Linked DNA regions of Mus musculus: regions 1 and 3 are each linked to region 2. Evidence: chromatin contacts called from public HiChIP or PLAC-seq and Micro-C data. All regions are on one chromosome and are shown on one strand. Each heading gives the region's core, a stretch centred on a gene start, on an enhancer-like site or on the middle of the called end of the contact. The rest is flanking DNA. Distances are from core to core; before and after follow the strand shown. Region 1 has its middle 100 kb from the start of Mir7025. Region 2 has its middle 150 kb from the start of Gm32727. Region 3 overlaps Nmu (neuromedin U).

Region 1 (4,337 bases), core at 804-3,303, 550 kb after region 2:
TTTAAGTTGCAAAAGAAAAGAGGGAGGATAGAAATGAGACTTATCTGAGGCATGGAGACCCTGGAGACCTTGGACTTTGCCAATCTATCCATGATATTATGTCCATAAAGTAAAACCCAGAAGCCAATTACAGTGCACAGGGCCCCACACAAGCCAGTTCTTGTTTACTTTCCAGCTTCATCTCCGTCACAGTGAGCTCCCCTCCACTCTGACAAGCTTCTTCCACTCCACCCCACCCCACCCCACCCCTAGGGCCTGCTTTCTGCTTTGTTGAGGGCCGACTTCCTGGCTGTGTTGTCACATGAGGCAGAGAGAGAGAAAGAGAGGCTCTCTGGGGTCTTGTAGGAACACCACTAACCCTATCCCGCCATAGCTCCACCCCTCCACTCCTCGGGACATAGCTTGCTACTGCTTTTCTCCAAATAGGATGATACTGGAGTTCATCAGTGGTTCACTGGAGTTTACAGCGGTTCACCATATGCTCCTTTAACCTTAGCCTTAATTACTTCTTGTTTGCAAATACATCCATATGAGGGCCAAGACTGAGCTCAGTCTGGAGTACCTCCTCCTTTGTATTCCTCTGAGACCCCAGCTCACAGCCACCTGATCCCAACACTACTCAGTTCTCAAGCTGACAGGTACTGCAGACCTGGTGACCTGGATATGAATCTGCTAATCACCCACTTCCCACTGTACTTTTAGGGAGGTGGGAGTGGGGGGGAACTCCTAGCAATCTTGGAAATACAGAATGCAGCAAGAGAAAGAAAATCAAAAGTCACTAACAAATTCCAGAACTAGAAAGTAACGTTTGCTGTATATGCTTCCTGTTAATCTATGGACCTATCTACTTATCTGTCTAGGTTTCTATTAAGAACCAGACTCTTCCTCGGCAGTGAGAAGCCTGTGGACGCCTCACACTAAGATCATACCTCAGATAAGGCTTTCTGCTGGCTGATCTTGAGCCAGGTCACACCTATAAGGACCTCATGAACAGGGCTACACGTTAGACTCACGGAGAATTTTATAGACACTTATCACCAAAGGGTTGGTATTGACTTATGATATCAATATTCCAGAGAGAGAGAGAGAAGAAGAAGGAGGAGGAAGAGGAGGAGGAGGAGGAGGAAGATAATGGTGATGAGGAAGAATACATCTAAGATGAAGTGGCCAGGCAAGTTGTTTACAGTGATTCACCATATACTCCTTTAAAAATACAACTGGCTTCTTCAAGAAAACAGTTATCAACATTAGAGACTGGTCGTACGGAACAAAAAGAGCCACAAGGGAGGGAAAGGCAGAGTGTTACTGATAAACAAGCACTAGGAAACCCATCTGATGACGTTGGCCTGACTGAAAGGAGAGGAGCAGGCATGGGAGGCTGCAGTGACGGAGAGGCAGCCCCTGGGGCACTCGCTCAGGTGTGCCGCTGTCCTTCAGTGTTTATGGGAGTTGGCGCCAGGGTCTTGAGTATACCAACACCTGTGGTGCCCAATACCCTGATATACCAATATTGTAGTATTTGCAAGTAACCAAGACACATCCTCCCAAATGCTCTAAATACCCCTCAATTGCTTATCAGGTCAAACACATTGTAAATATGTGTAAAAACTTACACTGTACTGTTTGGGAAACACTGGCAAAAAAAACAAAACAAAACAAAAAAAAACCAAACAAACAAAAAAAAAAAACACTAAAACAAAAACAGAATAAAACCAAAAAACTGGACCTTTTGAGTCCAGGTGTAGTGTTTGTCCTGCTTTTGAACCAGAGTTGGTGGGGTCTCTGGATGTAAGACTTGTGGCTACAATGGGACAGTTCTCATAGGGATATAATGTTTTCCATAGTCTCATAGCTTTTAACAGTGACTTCTCTGTAAGATAAGCGCTCTCTACATCCCATATTTTTGCCAGAGTTCTAAACTCCTACTGGAAGTTTAGGGTGGGGTGCAGCTAGAGAGGACATTTTGACATGCAGCTTGGTCCTAGGGTCATTGTGTCAACACAGTTATGGCTTCCAGCACATCCTGTGGTTTGTCAGAGAGAGGCTCCACCGGCAGGACTTTCTTTCTTGGAGTTTATTGGCATCTTATCTATGATGCCAGGAAGCCAGAGAGCAGAGACAGGAAGATATGCTCAGTGTTATAGGTCAATGGGAAAAAAAAAAAACAGTTTAAAGGCAGTGGGTATGGTGGGTGGAGGGGAGACACTCTGAAACAGAACAGAGAGTTCTCGAAAGAAAAGATACAAACGGCAGTTAAACATGTTTAAAAGCATCCAACATCAAAAAAAAAAAAAAAAAAAAAAAGTTCCCAACATCCTTAACCTTCAGGGAAATGCAAGTTACAGGGCTTTAAGATTCGGTGTCACCCCAGTCAGAATGGCTGTCTTCAAGCATTCAAATGACAATGAATGCCAGCCAAGATGTGGGGCAGGAAACCTTTGTAAATTGTTGGGAGTGTGAAAACTAGTATAGTGACTTTGGCAAGCAGTCTGGGGGTTTCCAAAACATAAAAAGAGAGCGATGATATAACCCATCTATCCCACATCTTCACAGTTACCAGAGGACTCCATGTCCTTCCACACAGGTGCTCATTCTCACTCCCGGCCGCTCTGTCCACAATGTCTTAGAACACAACAAAATAGAATCAGCTTAGATGTTTATCAACCGTGTGCCCCATATTATCATTCTCCACTCACCAACTACAACAAAAACAACACACACACACATAGAGTGAAACTTGATTCTATAAAGAGAAATAAAATTTGCAGAAAATGAATGGAACTGGGAAAAATTATATTGAGTGTAGCTACCCACACCCAGAAAAATAACAACTGTTGGCATCTTATCTCTCAGACGTGGATTCCAACTTCAAATATTTAGTTATCTGTATTTAACCTGGAGTACCTGTGGCAGCAGGGAAGGGAGCAATGGAATGAGGGAGATGAGGAGTTGGGGGAAGGCTAGTTAAAAAGAAGACTCTATGAAAAAGCCATATGGAAATCTACTCTCTTTTTGTCTGTTTGTTTTGAGTGCAGTGGATTGAAGCCAGGTCTCATGCATGCCCAGCAAGAGCTTAACCGCTAAGCCATATCTTCAACCCCACTGAAACTTCCTATCTTATAACCCAATTCAAAAACATAATTTAAGAAATGAATTAGAAGGGAGATATCCTATGTGGAGGTTTGAATGAGAAATATCCCCTGGAGGCTCTTATATTGGAATACTTGGTCTGTGGTTAGTGATGCCATTTAGGGAAGTTACAGGATCTTTAGGGGGTGGAGCCATGCAGAGGAAGTGTATGTTGGGGCAGGCTTTGAGAATTGATAGCCTTTCTCCACTTCTAGTCTACTTTCTGCTTTCTGCATGTGGTCAGAGAAGTGAACTCTCAGCTTCCTTCTCTGGTCACTCCCTGCCATGCCTCCTTCAACATTATGGATCTCTCTCTCTCTCTCTCTCTCTCTCTCTCTCTCTCTCTCTCTCTTCCTCTATGTGTGTGTGTTTGTGTCTTTGTCTCTGTATTTCTATGTGTCTGTCTGTCTCTATCTCTCTTTGTGTCTCTACGTCTCTGTGTCTCTGTCTCTTTCTTTCTCCCCCCACCCCCCACCACCACTATGGTTACTTGCACTGGGCCTACACAAGGCTGGGCCTGTCAGCCATCAGTCATAGATGGAAGAGTGGCCCACAGGGTCCTAACCCATAACGAGCTAACCCATAATGAGGAAAGAGGTTGTCTTCAGTTGTCTTTTCTGCTGATGACTTCAATAAACTCCAATGGATACTTCCAAACGAATGGCAACACAGATGGCCATGGTTAAACCCAACATCACAAAACAAAGCCAAAGCTATAAATATAGGAAACGTATTTGTAAGAATGAAGGGTAGGCATTAACAAGGGTGGCAGGAAACTGAGGATAGGGAAAAGTTATAGTGCTTAATATACACATTTGAAATGTCAAATTTTAATTAATAAAAAGGTTTTAATTAAAAAATGCCCTCATAGAGATAAATTAGCAACAACTAGGTCACTATGGACATGATAAGCATCTTAATAAAAAAGGCAAACTCAACACAAAGACATGCATAGGAAAGACAACACAAAGACAGACACATGGATGGGCTAGGGAGCTGGTTCACTGGGCAAACGCTCAGGCACAATCAAGAGGACCTGGGGACAGATCCTCAACACCTACATAGAAAGTCAAGTGCAGTAGCAGACATCTATAATACCAGCACTGCGGAGGCACGGATAGGCAGAGTCGTGGAGTTCATGACCCAGCCAGTCTAGCTGAATAGCTGAGTTACAGGTTTAGTGAAAGACCACAACTCAAAAGCAATGG
Region 2 (4,688 bases), core at 1,070-3,569:
AGCCCCGTCACGTGGTGAATGTGATGAGGGTGGAAATGGAGGGCGATTAACAACTTGTTCAGGGGTTTAGTGATCAAGAGAAGAATGCTTGAGGTTAGTTGGAGGAAGAACTGGGACAAAGGAAGGTCTGGGTGGGAGAAATAACAATGTTCATAGGTTGTTGGATGAAGCCAAGAAAGAGGAAAAAAAATCCAGAGGGAACAAGGACTGTGGTAGCAATGTCGGTGGGCAGCTAGAGGGCGTGGCTTTGGCTGGGGGAGTGGTTTGCTCATTCACAGAGGTTGGAGAGTAGGAAGACATAAGTGGAGGTGGTGTTTGAAGTTCTTTTCTGATTGCTTCCATGTTCTGCTATGAGAAGACAGGATTAGGGTCCTCCTGCAAGGATGCAAATGGAGGTTACGGAAGCGCAAACCATGAAAGTTCACATTTGATGTCGGCAGTTCTGAACTTCAAATGACACTCAACAATGACCTTAGCTTCTCCAGCTAAATTCAGCTGCACAGATTCAGGCACAGAAGAGGCAGAGAATTACAACTAACCATCACTGGGTTTGTTTCCAAGTTCATAAAATGAAGCATAAGAGAGAGGTAAGGGATGGAGTGTCTATGCAGAGAACGTTTAGCCGTTGATCTTGGAGATCAAGCTGAGTCAGGAGGGAAATGGGGACCCAGCTGAGGTGAAGGCCCAGGTTATGGCTCATGTCTGTGGGGCTGGAGACTTGGAGGAAAAACACAGGCAAAGAGCTGGAAAGATAAGGATCCGGTGAGAGGGAGGGTGGTTGAGCTAAGCTCATAGCGGGTTATAGTGATGGAGAATGACGAACTGGAAGGTATGACAGAAGTGGAGAGCTGTGTCATGGGATGAGAAGACACTGAGATGCTGGGTAAGAAGAACATAATGAACAGAAATCAATGAGTGGGATCCAAGTTGGCACCCAAATGTGCAGGAATCTGCATTCAAGTGTAATATAATAAATTTTAATAGAAAGTTGGAAGTCAAAAATAAACATAAAAAAGAAAATGAAACTATATGTTATTCTCCTACGCACAAAAAGCCTCTCTCAATAACTGAGGATGTATCATCCCCGTGTGCCTTATATATGTGTGTCATACAAAAATGAGTCATTTTAGAACATCAGCGATTGAATGCTGTAGTATGGGCAGCTTTTCCCATTAATTAATATTCTTATATATTTATTTAATGACTATATAGGATGTTGCTTCAAACATACGCTAATTAGTCATCCAGTCCTATGATACAAAGTTTAAATTGGTTTCAGTTTTTACTGTTAGAAACAATAGGCGGATGAATGGGATTTCAGATGCCTTTGTACAGAGCTGTGACTGCTTATTCCTTGTGAAAAAGACTCTAGATTTATTGGGCAATTCCTCCCTCTGATGACCAAAGGGTATTCAGTATTTTGAGGCTTTTGGTACATACTGTTCTCTGGGCACCAAGCTGTCCTCTGAAAATATTTTACCAGTTTATAGCCATCTCAGTGGGATATGATAATGCTCAGGTCTCATATAATCTTTTTTTTTTTTTACCATGACCCCTAAAAAGGTATTTACTTTGGGAGATTGCTCAAATCCTTTCTGACTCTAGTCTGATGTTTCCACGGTGAGAATATGTGCTAGCATTTATTGGCTGTTGAGCCACAGGGCTAGAAGGCTTAACCTCCCATCAGAAGGCTTGGGGTGCCATTTTTAAATTGTTAGAAAGTTTTGTCCTAAAGCAGCACAGGATGGCAAAGTGGCTCCAGATGAAGGAAGAGGCTGCCAGCTATCTTGTCCTTAGGTGTTTTTTGTAGTGGCCCATCTTCCCTCCAGCTCGTACTTTCTCTGAGTATTGGTGTTCCTATTTCACAGACCATCATCCTTGCCGGCTCATTCTCAACACCCATGGACAGGAAGGTCACTCCAACAACAAACATGCTTGGATAGACTCTTCCTGCCTCCTGGCCCCTTCTTGCCAATTCAGCTCTTACTAGGAATTTGAGTTCTGCCTGTGCCTTTGTGGCCTGATATCTTCCATTTCACCTTAGATAACACTTAGTGAGCTGCTCTGTGGTTTATGGTGACACTCTCACGGTGGCACACCCATAATAATAGAAGCCCGCATATATACATTCTTCATTTCTCACGAGTCCTTCTCTCTTCTCCCTATCTGCATCTCTTGTCCAACCAACAGCATTTCCTTCTCGGTCTCCTCTCTAGAGAATTTTAAAAAGCTGTGGCTGTCGTCATCTTCCTGTGGCCACAACATGATTCACCGGCCAGTTAAGACGGTTTGACTCCAAGAGCAGAATAAACAAGAATCACTGATAAGGAGGGGGGAGGTTCCTCCTGTGACAGCACAGGGTTGCATAAGGCTCATTGTTCACCTTCAAAACAATGGCTTGTGATTGGAAAACAAAAAGAGACCATAAGAATGAACTAGCACCTGAATAAATGAAGTGATGTTTGAGAAAGCTCTGGCTTACGCAGACTGTTATCAGGGTATCCAGAAGTTGAGTCATGGTTTTCCCTTTTGCTAAGAGCTTGTTTGAAAGTGTCATTAGAACACCAATGAGTTTAAATAGAAGGAAAATGTTTTAGCTCCTTAGCACAATTGTTGTCCTTCAGAAGGGACTGAGAAGCAAAATCTGTGTCCAGACAATGAAATCTCACTCCAGTTGTTTAGTGCCAGATTAGGGTATCGTTTGTAGGGATAAGCCTGTATTTTTATATGCTGTTTCTCTAAGACTTCCATATGTGAACACACATGCACAGGTACTGGTTCAATTAACACGACATTATTTTTTTTAACAGACACATATGTACACCTAAAATGAGAGTTGTGTCTGTAAATGCTGTAGTCTTGTCCTAGAAAGAAGAACTTGCGTGAAGTGTGGGTTTTAGAGGGACTCTCTCTCTCCCCTCCCCTTGTTCTAAGTACAGGCTAGTGACTGTCATTAGTGCTGATCGTAGGAGCATGTGCCAAAGGGTGACAGAAGAGCAGTAATCCTTCATGTCAGCTGCTGGGTGTGATGCCACAGAGATGCAGGTCCTCCGAGGCTGCCAGGCTGCCTCCCTGCTCTGGGAAGTGGAAGCCAGTGATAAATGTCAATACACTTCCAATGGTTGGGAGTGAACCGGGCCTGTCTGGATCCTATGCAGGGGTGGCAGAGCTCAGGATCTAGCTGCCAGATGGCACTTAGGAACTAGGCACGTGGGATGCTTGGGGGAGGTTTTATTAGCAGAGACAAGTGGCCAGGCACCTCTGGGTGCCACCTTGTCCCCTCTAAGGACTCTCTTTCACTGCAGTGCACGTTCCAAGTTTCCTTTTAAATACCCATTAAGCACACATAAATACCCATTAAGCACACAACCATTCCCTTCCCCATTCCAGTGGCCGTGTTGAGATGCGACTGGAGAATATTGGATAAGGGGAATCACTGAAATAGGCAAGTGGATGCAGGGTGTCATGGAACAAAGCCTTGTTGCAGGGAGACCACCCCACTGTCAGAAGAAAGGATTTTTGTTATAGGTGGATTTTGTTTTGTTTTAGTGAGTGACAACATTTCTTTCGAAAGATATCGTCAGAGTGGAAAGGGAGATGTCGCTAGGACTCACTTCCTGACTCCCTGAAAGTGAGTCTGTGGGACAGCACTCAGCAGTACCAGAGAACAACAAACATACTTATTTTTCTTTCTGCTGAGTCAGGAAGAAAAATGCCTTTCCCACACTAAAACCCACCTTTGCGATTTTAGCTTCAATTTACAAAAGTGCCTCCTGTGGACTCGCTTCTCCTCCCAATCATAGAATCTGATGTAGAAATAGACCACAGATGGGGGTGGCCCCTGATTCTGATGTCACAGTTACCATGCAGCCAAGTCCTCAGCCCCTCAGGTCCTACCTGGCTTGACTCTCCATTAGCAACTACATCTTACTGAAAGTTGACCGTGTGACATGTGCCGTACACTTACTGTTTAACCTGTCACCATCTGTAAGGCAGGCCTTGCTGGTACCCCTGTCAGATGACAAAACTGAGACTTACAGGGAGCAGAACCCTGGCTCTGGTAGCACAGCTGGAGCGACTAAGCAAAGACTTGTCCATGTCTATGTTGACCCCAAAGCCTACCCCTCCTTACACTAATAATTACAGTAACTAACAATTAACAAGTACTTACTATTTTCCAGGCACAGATCTAGGTGTGTTTTCTATAACAATTCATTTAATTTTTATAATATCTTATATAAGGCATTGTTAATATCTTCTTACAGGTAGAGGAACTGAGACATTAAAAAAAAAATATTAACTGAATTGCCAAAGAGAATACAGCTTGTGATAGGTGAAACCAAGGTTTAAATTTGAGTTTCAGGAATTTAACTCTGGGAATCTTAAAAAACAAAAACAAAAACAAAAACAAAAGGAAAAAAACCCAAAATAAAAAACAAAAACTCTCTGTTTCCTGAAAACAGGTTCTTACTAGGTAGCCCATGCTGGCCTCAAACTCATGATCCTCCTGCCTCAACCTCCAAAGTGCTGATGAGACAGATGGAGGTCTCGTGCTTGCCCAGGCTCACATATCTAAGTGGCTGCATGGCCATGTGGATGCTGGCCTTCCTGCTTGCTTTCTTCCGGAGCAGCTGTAGCTGAAGAAGGCTTTTAGACCCATTTCTTAAAGATTTAAAAAAAAACTCTCT
Region 3 (4,200 bases), core at 593-3,092, 520 kb before region 2:
CTTTTTATAAAGAGCCTGGCATATATATGTACTATCCCTGTCTTTCACATGTAAAATGTATATTTCAATATATTCTGAGGCTTTAAATATCACTAACTGTTTATGAAGTGATATTTTATTAATTGCACAACTATCAGGTAGTGCTTCCAGATACTTTTGTCAAATAAAAAAGTAAAAATCTTTAAGGTCCATTAATATGGGATAAATTATTACCTGTCCCATATATGAAAGTCTTTAAAGAATTGTTGAGAATAATTGCTTCTTATAAAGAAAAGCTAGGAAAGTACATTTATTTTGAAATGTTCCCAAAGGTCAGTGTTCTTGCCAAACCTCATTCAGCCCAGTCAGTTTCCTAAGGTGAAACAACCTATGTATATAGTATAGTCCTCTTCAATATACAAGCATAGTCCTCTTCAATATACAAGTATAGTCCTCTTCAATATACAAGTATAGTCCTCTTCAATATACAAGTATAGTCCTCTTCAATTGAGATGCATCTTTGACATGGAACATAGCCAACTACCTTTTGGTTGTTGTTGTTACTTTGGATTTTGTGGCATTTCTATATGGGCTATTTGAGGGGAAAAACAAACAAACAAACAAAATCAAAAGGAGTTAGGAGTTTTTATTACCAGATTGTCATAGATCTACCTGAAGGGGCCAAGTAGGGAAGAACTTACCAGACTCGGTACTTTATTCAGCCCCTCTTAGCTGCTGGCTGGGCCTCAGTGGTAGAGCATTAACCAGCACGTACATACGAGATACCCCAAGACCATGAAACAACTGAGAAATAGTCAACTATACATCAGTGGACAGTGATGAGCCCTCCAAAGCATCTTCATGGGTAGAAGGCCTGGCTCCCAGGCCACTCTCTGTCAACTATAATCTCTTAAGGTACTGGAGAAGTCACCATCTTGTAGGCCCTCACTTCCTCTCTACAAAAGAGCAGCATGCCCTGTCCTATGTGCCTTGTGTTTTAAGAACAGAATGGAAATTGTGTACAGGAAAGTATTTTGTAACGCGTTGAAACTCCATGTATACATGGTTCATCTTGTACTATCAATATATATCCCAACAAGTTGTCTGGAAGACAAATAGATGGGAGGGAGGAGACAAAACCAGACCTCTGTGGAGGAAGGATCTGAAGGGTACTGCATGGTAGCTCCAACTTTGTTTCTCACCTCAGCCATCCTAAGTAGGTGTGGAACGATCTTCTCTTACAGCTTCTGAATCGAGAGTACCCGCAGTGGTAAATTAAACCAAAGGGCTTGTCCTGCCCTTAATCCGGTCAGGAACTTCCTGCAGTGACATCACCCCTGATTTCTGGCTAAAGAAACTAAAGTTTTGAGAGATTAAGTAACCACTGTAGAAAGGGAGTAGCAATGGGATCCACACTTCTGATCTCAGGCTGTTCACCTTCTCAGCCCATGCTTTAACACTATTCACATTGCCTCTCTGTGCCCCGGCTTCTCATTACTTCAGAAATGAACTTATTAAGGAACCATTGGCTCACAGCAGACTCTGCTAGGTCCTGTGCAAAGCTGGGTTTGCCCTTGCTTGTCCATTTGAGCCACTCCCTACCACGCCCAACTGACTGCCAACCACAGGATTCCTGCCCTAATTCTGCCCTCTGATGCTCTGACAAACCTGATCCTGGGGTGTGCAGTCAGCAGCCTGCAAAGGGTGGAACTCAGACTAGCACCACACACGGGCTTCTTGTCCTTCAATCCCCATTGTTTGAGAGCAATTGCAGGATTTTCAAATTAGCCAGTAATGAGTAATGTTCAGTGAAGCTCACAGCTTTGGCATGCACATGCATTTCCCTACAAGCCAGGAGACTAATCCCTAGCTGGCACTGCCCAGGTTGTCTTAGTCATAGAGTTCCATGGTGTCTCTGTGAGTGTTGAGAACTGTGTAAGTGGGCCACAGTGTAACCTCAACTGCCTCAACTGCTGCATAGCTGCTGCAGAGAAAGATTTGTTTGGTTGTTTGTTTTATGTGTGCTCAAGTTTATGTGCGAGTGTGTGTGTGTGTGTGTGTGTGTGTGTGTGTGTGTGTGTGTATGTGTGGTCTATGTACACGGGAATGCATGCCCATGTTCACCCGAGCAGACACCAGAGGAAGACATGAGGCATCTTCCTCCATTGCCTTCCACCTTGTTTTCTGAGTCGAGAATCCCACAGAACCCAGAGTTTGCCATTGTGTCTAGACTGACCCAACAGCCATCTCCTAGTATCTACCTGTCTCCATCCCAGTGCTGGAGTAACATACTCATGTAGCTATGCAAGACTTTTATGTAGGGGCTGGGGATTTGAACTCGAGTTCTCTTGCTATCTCAGCCAACTTTGCCACCTGCCCAGCCATCACCTTGGCCCGAGGATGTTTTAGATCGATCTGAGAGCAATCAAGAGGACTCCTGCAGAGTTTCACAGTACTGCAGCAAGACACCTTTGCAGTGCTGATAGGCTATCCTTGTGCTTCCAACATCTGGAATCTCACCCCCTGTGCAGATATAGTGCAAAGTGAAACATAGCCCATGTGTTCTCTTGTCTGCCTTAGGCATCTGTTGCACTGAGGGAGCTTTGCCGTATAGTGATGGAGATTTCCCAGAAGCCTCAGGTAAGGCTCTGCTTAAGTCCTGTAGGCAGTCCACCAACCAAATGACTTGAAGTTCCTTCTTGAAATGTACACAATTTAGGAAGGCTGTCAGCACTAGCTACAGGACACACTGACTGGAAATAAGAAGCGGATACTTCCGTTTCTCTGTTAGGATAGTATTGGTGGAGTTCATACTCAGCTAACTGGGAAATCACACGTCTCCTGCAAGCATGAAATGTGGTCTGATAGAGGAAATTTATCATCATACTGTTTTAATTTTTCTCACACGTGTATATAATTGGGGACAAGAATGAAACTAAGTTGCTACATTTTTATGGTCTGCACTTAGGACATGATATTTTGTTGTGGCCTAGGACCTAAGAATAGAAAAATATAGCTGGGGAGAGCACTTGGCTGGGATGTGAGGCCTGAGGTTTTGTTCTGGCACTGGGAAAAATAACCAAGCAAACAAACCAACAAGCAAACAAGCCAACAAGGAGGAAGGACAAACTGGCCAACCGCACTGTCAGTGTTGGTTTGAAAGTTCTGTTTGTGTCTGTGTCCAGGTTTCTGACTGGAATTATTTGATTCTTCCGGGAGAATGGTTTGTCCTAGGTGAAGCCTGGGTGGGAGAGGGAGACATCACATACCATTAGACTTCAGGTTCTAGCCTGTGCCTTGGTTGAACGAACTTTAAACCTCCCTTGCTAAAGGTGAAGTCTTAAGTTCTGAATGATGTTATTTCATCAGCATCTCAAACACATCCTGTGACTGCTGATCCACTCCAGCTTCCACAGAGAGCGACCCAAAGAAGGACGCTTGGATAGTTTGAAGGCAAATTACTCTTCCTAGTGATGATGTTCCCCCAAGATGTAATTTTCCCTAATTAAGATAAAACAAATAACAGTAAAAATTATCCACCGTCTTTCTTTGGTGCTGAGAGCAAATGAGATTTAAAAAAAAAAGATATGACTCCTATAAGCCACAGACTTATGGCAGAAAAAAAAAACTCATGGCCTTATTTAGTGATGACAATTAAAAATATTTTACTGTTTACTCTTTAGTTGTTTACTCTGCATACTCCATTGTGTGACTGTAGTGTAACTTCCTGTCCCACCACTATTAAACATTAATAATCCTTCCAACTATTTTCTTATTAATAAATTTGTAGAAAAGATCACTGTCCACTTTTAATCAGTTCTTCCATTGATTTTTGAGCAACGGATGCTTAAGCAATTTTAGTCCTGTGTTTGAAATATAACATATGTGTCGTTTTACATTTTTACATAATTCATAATATATTGTGAATTTCAAAGTATGTAACATGAAGTTTTATAATGTATAATAATATATATCTCTTCACTAGGAACAAAGTGAGAAAGATAATACTAAGAGGGTAAGGTGATTTTCCTGAATATATATAGACTAGCCAGAATAAAGAAAGCCATAGATCTTTTATGGATAACTCACTCTTCCTGTCTTAACAGTTCTTATTTCACTATTCAAAGACACAGAAGTTGGGAAATTCAAATGTTGTGGTAAGTAGTCACAAGTATGTGTCTAAGAGAAAACTCATTTTTTAAAAAAGATTTATCTAGCACG

The links. A called contact is a pair of places that touch in the nucleus more often than the background predicts. HiChIP or PLAC-seq counts read pairs in DNA pulled down with a chosen protein or histone mark.
Region 1: a Micro-C map of the G1E-ER4 cell line shows a contact between it and region 2, with 3 times the contacts expected there. The contact joins two enhancer-like sites. A contact is called at or near these places in 3 of 484 Hi-C or Micro-C datasets (the G1E-ER4 cell line, the HPC-7 cell line and embryonic stem cells), 3 of 115 datasets of contacts at active chromatin or transcription factors (bone marrow-derived macrophages, embryonic stem cells and extraembryonic endoderm stem cells) and 1 of 9 other capture datasets (embryonic stem cells).
Region 3: an HNF4G HiChIP or PLAC-seq map of pancreatic cancer cells shows a contact between it and region 2. The contact joins two enhancer-like sites. A contact is called at or near these places in 1 of 115 datasets of contacts at active chromatin or transcription factors (pancreatic cancer cells) and 2 of 9 other capture datasets (adipose tissue and macrophages).

What each region holds. Positions count from the first base shown.
Region 1 is chr5:75,278,712-75,283,048 of GRCm38.p6, reverse strand. No RefSeq gene overlaps it. Among named protein-coding and RNA genes, the nearest start is that of Mir7025, 100 kb to the right of the region's middle. Within about 2 kb of position 2,053, at least 16 of the 459 cell types and tissues checked have an H3K27ac peak or open chromatin away from gene starts, as enhancers often do. A contact at or near this core is called in the G1E-ER4 cell line and the HPC-7 cell line, where this site is marked.
Region 2 is chr5:75,824,127-75,828,814 of GRCm38.p6, reverse strand. No RefSeq gene overlaps it. Among named protein-coding and RNA genes, the nearest start is that of Gm32727, 150 kb to the left of the region's middle. Within about 2 kb of position 2,319, at least 70 of the 459 cell types and tissues checked have an H3K27ac peak or open chromatin away from gene starts, as enhancers often do. A contact at or near this core is called in the G1E-ER4 cell line, the HPC-7 cell line and pancreatic cancer cells, where this site is marked.
Region 3 is chr5:76,343,858-76,348,057 of GRCm38.p6, reverse strand. Nmu (neuromedin U) reads left to right here. Exons shown (of 10, transcript NM_019515.1): 4 at 2,560-2,619; 5 at 3,965-3,994; 6 at 4,086-4,136. Gm34175 (a long non-coding RNA gene) reads right to left here. Exons shown (of 3, transcript XR_389299.2): 2 at 1,182-1,336; 3 at 329-571. Among named protein-coding and RNA genes, the nearest start is that of Gm34175, 3.4 kb to the right of the region's middle. Within about 2 kb of position 1,842, at least 43 of the 459 cell types and tissues checked have an H3K27ac peak or open chromatin away from gene starts, as enhancers often do. A contact at or near this core is called in pancreatic cancer cells, where this site is marked.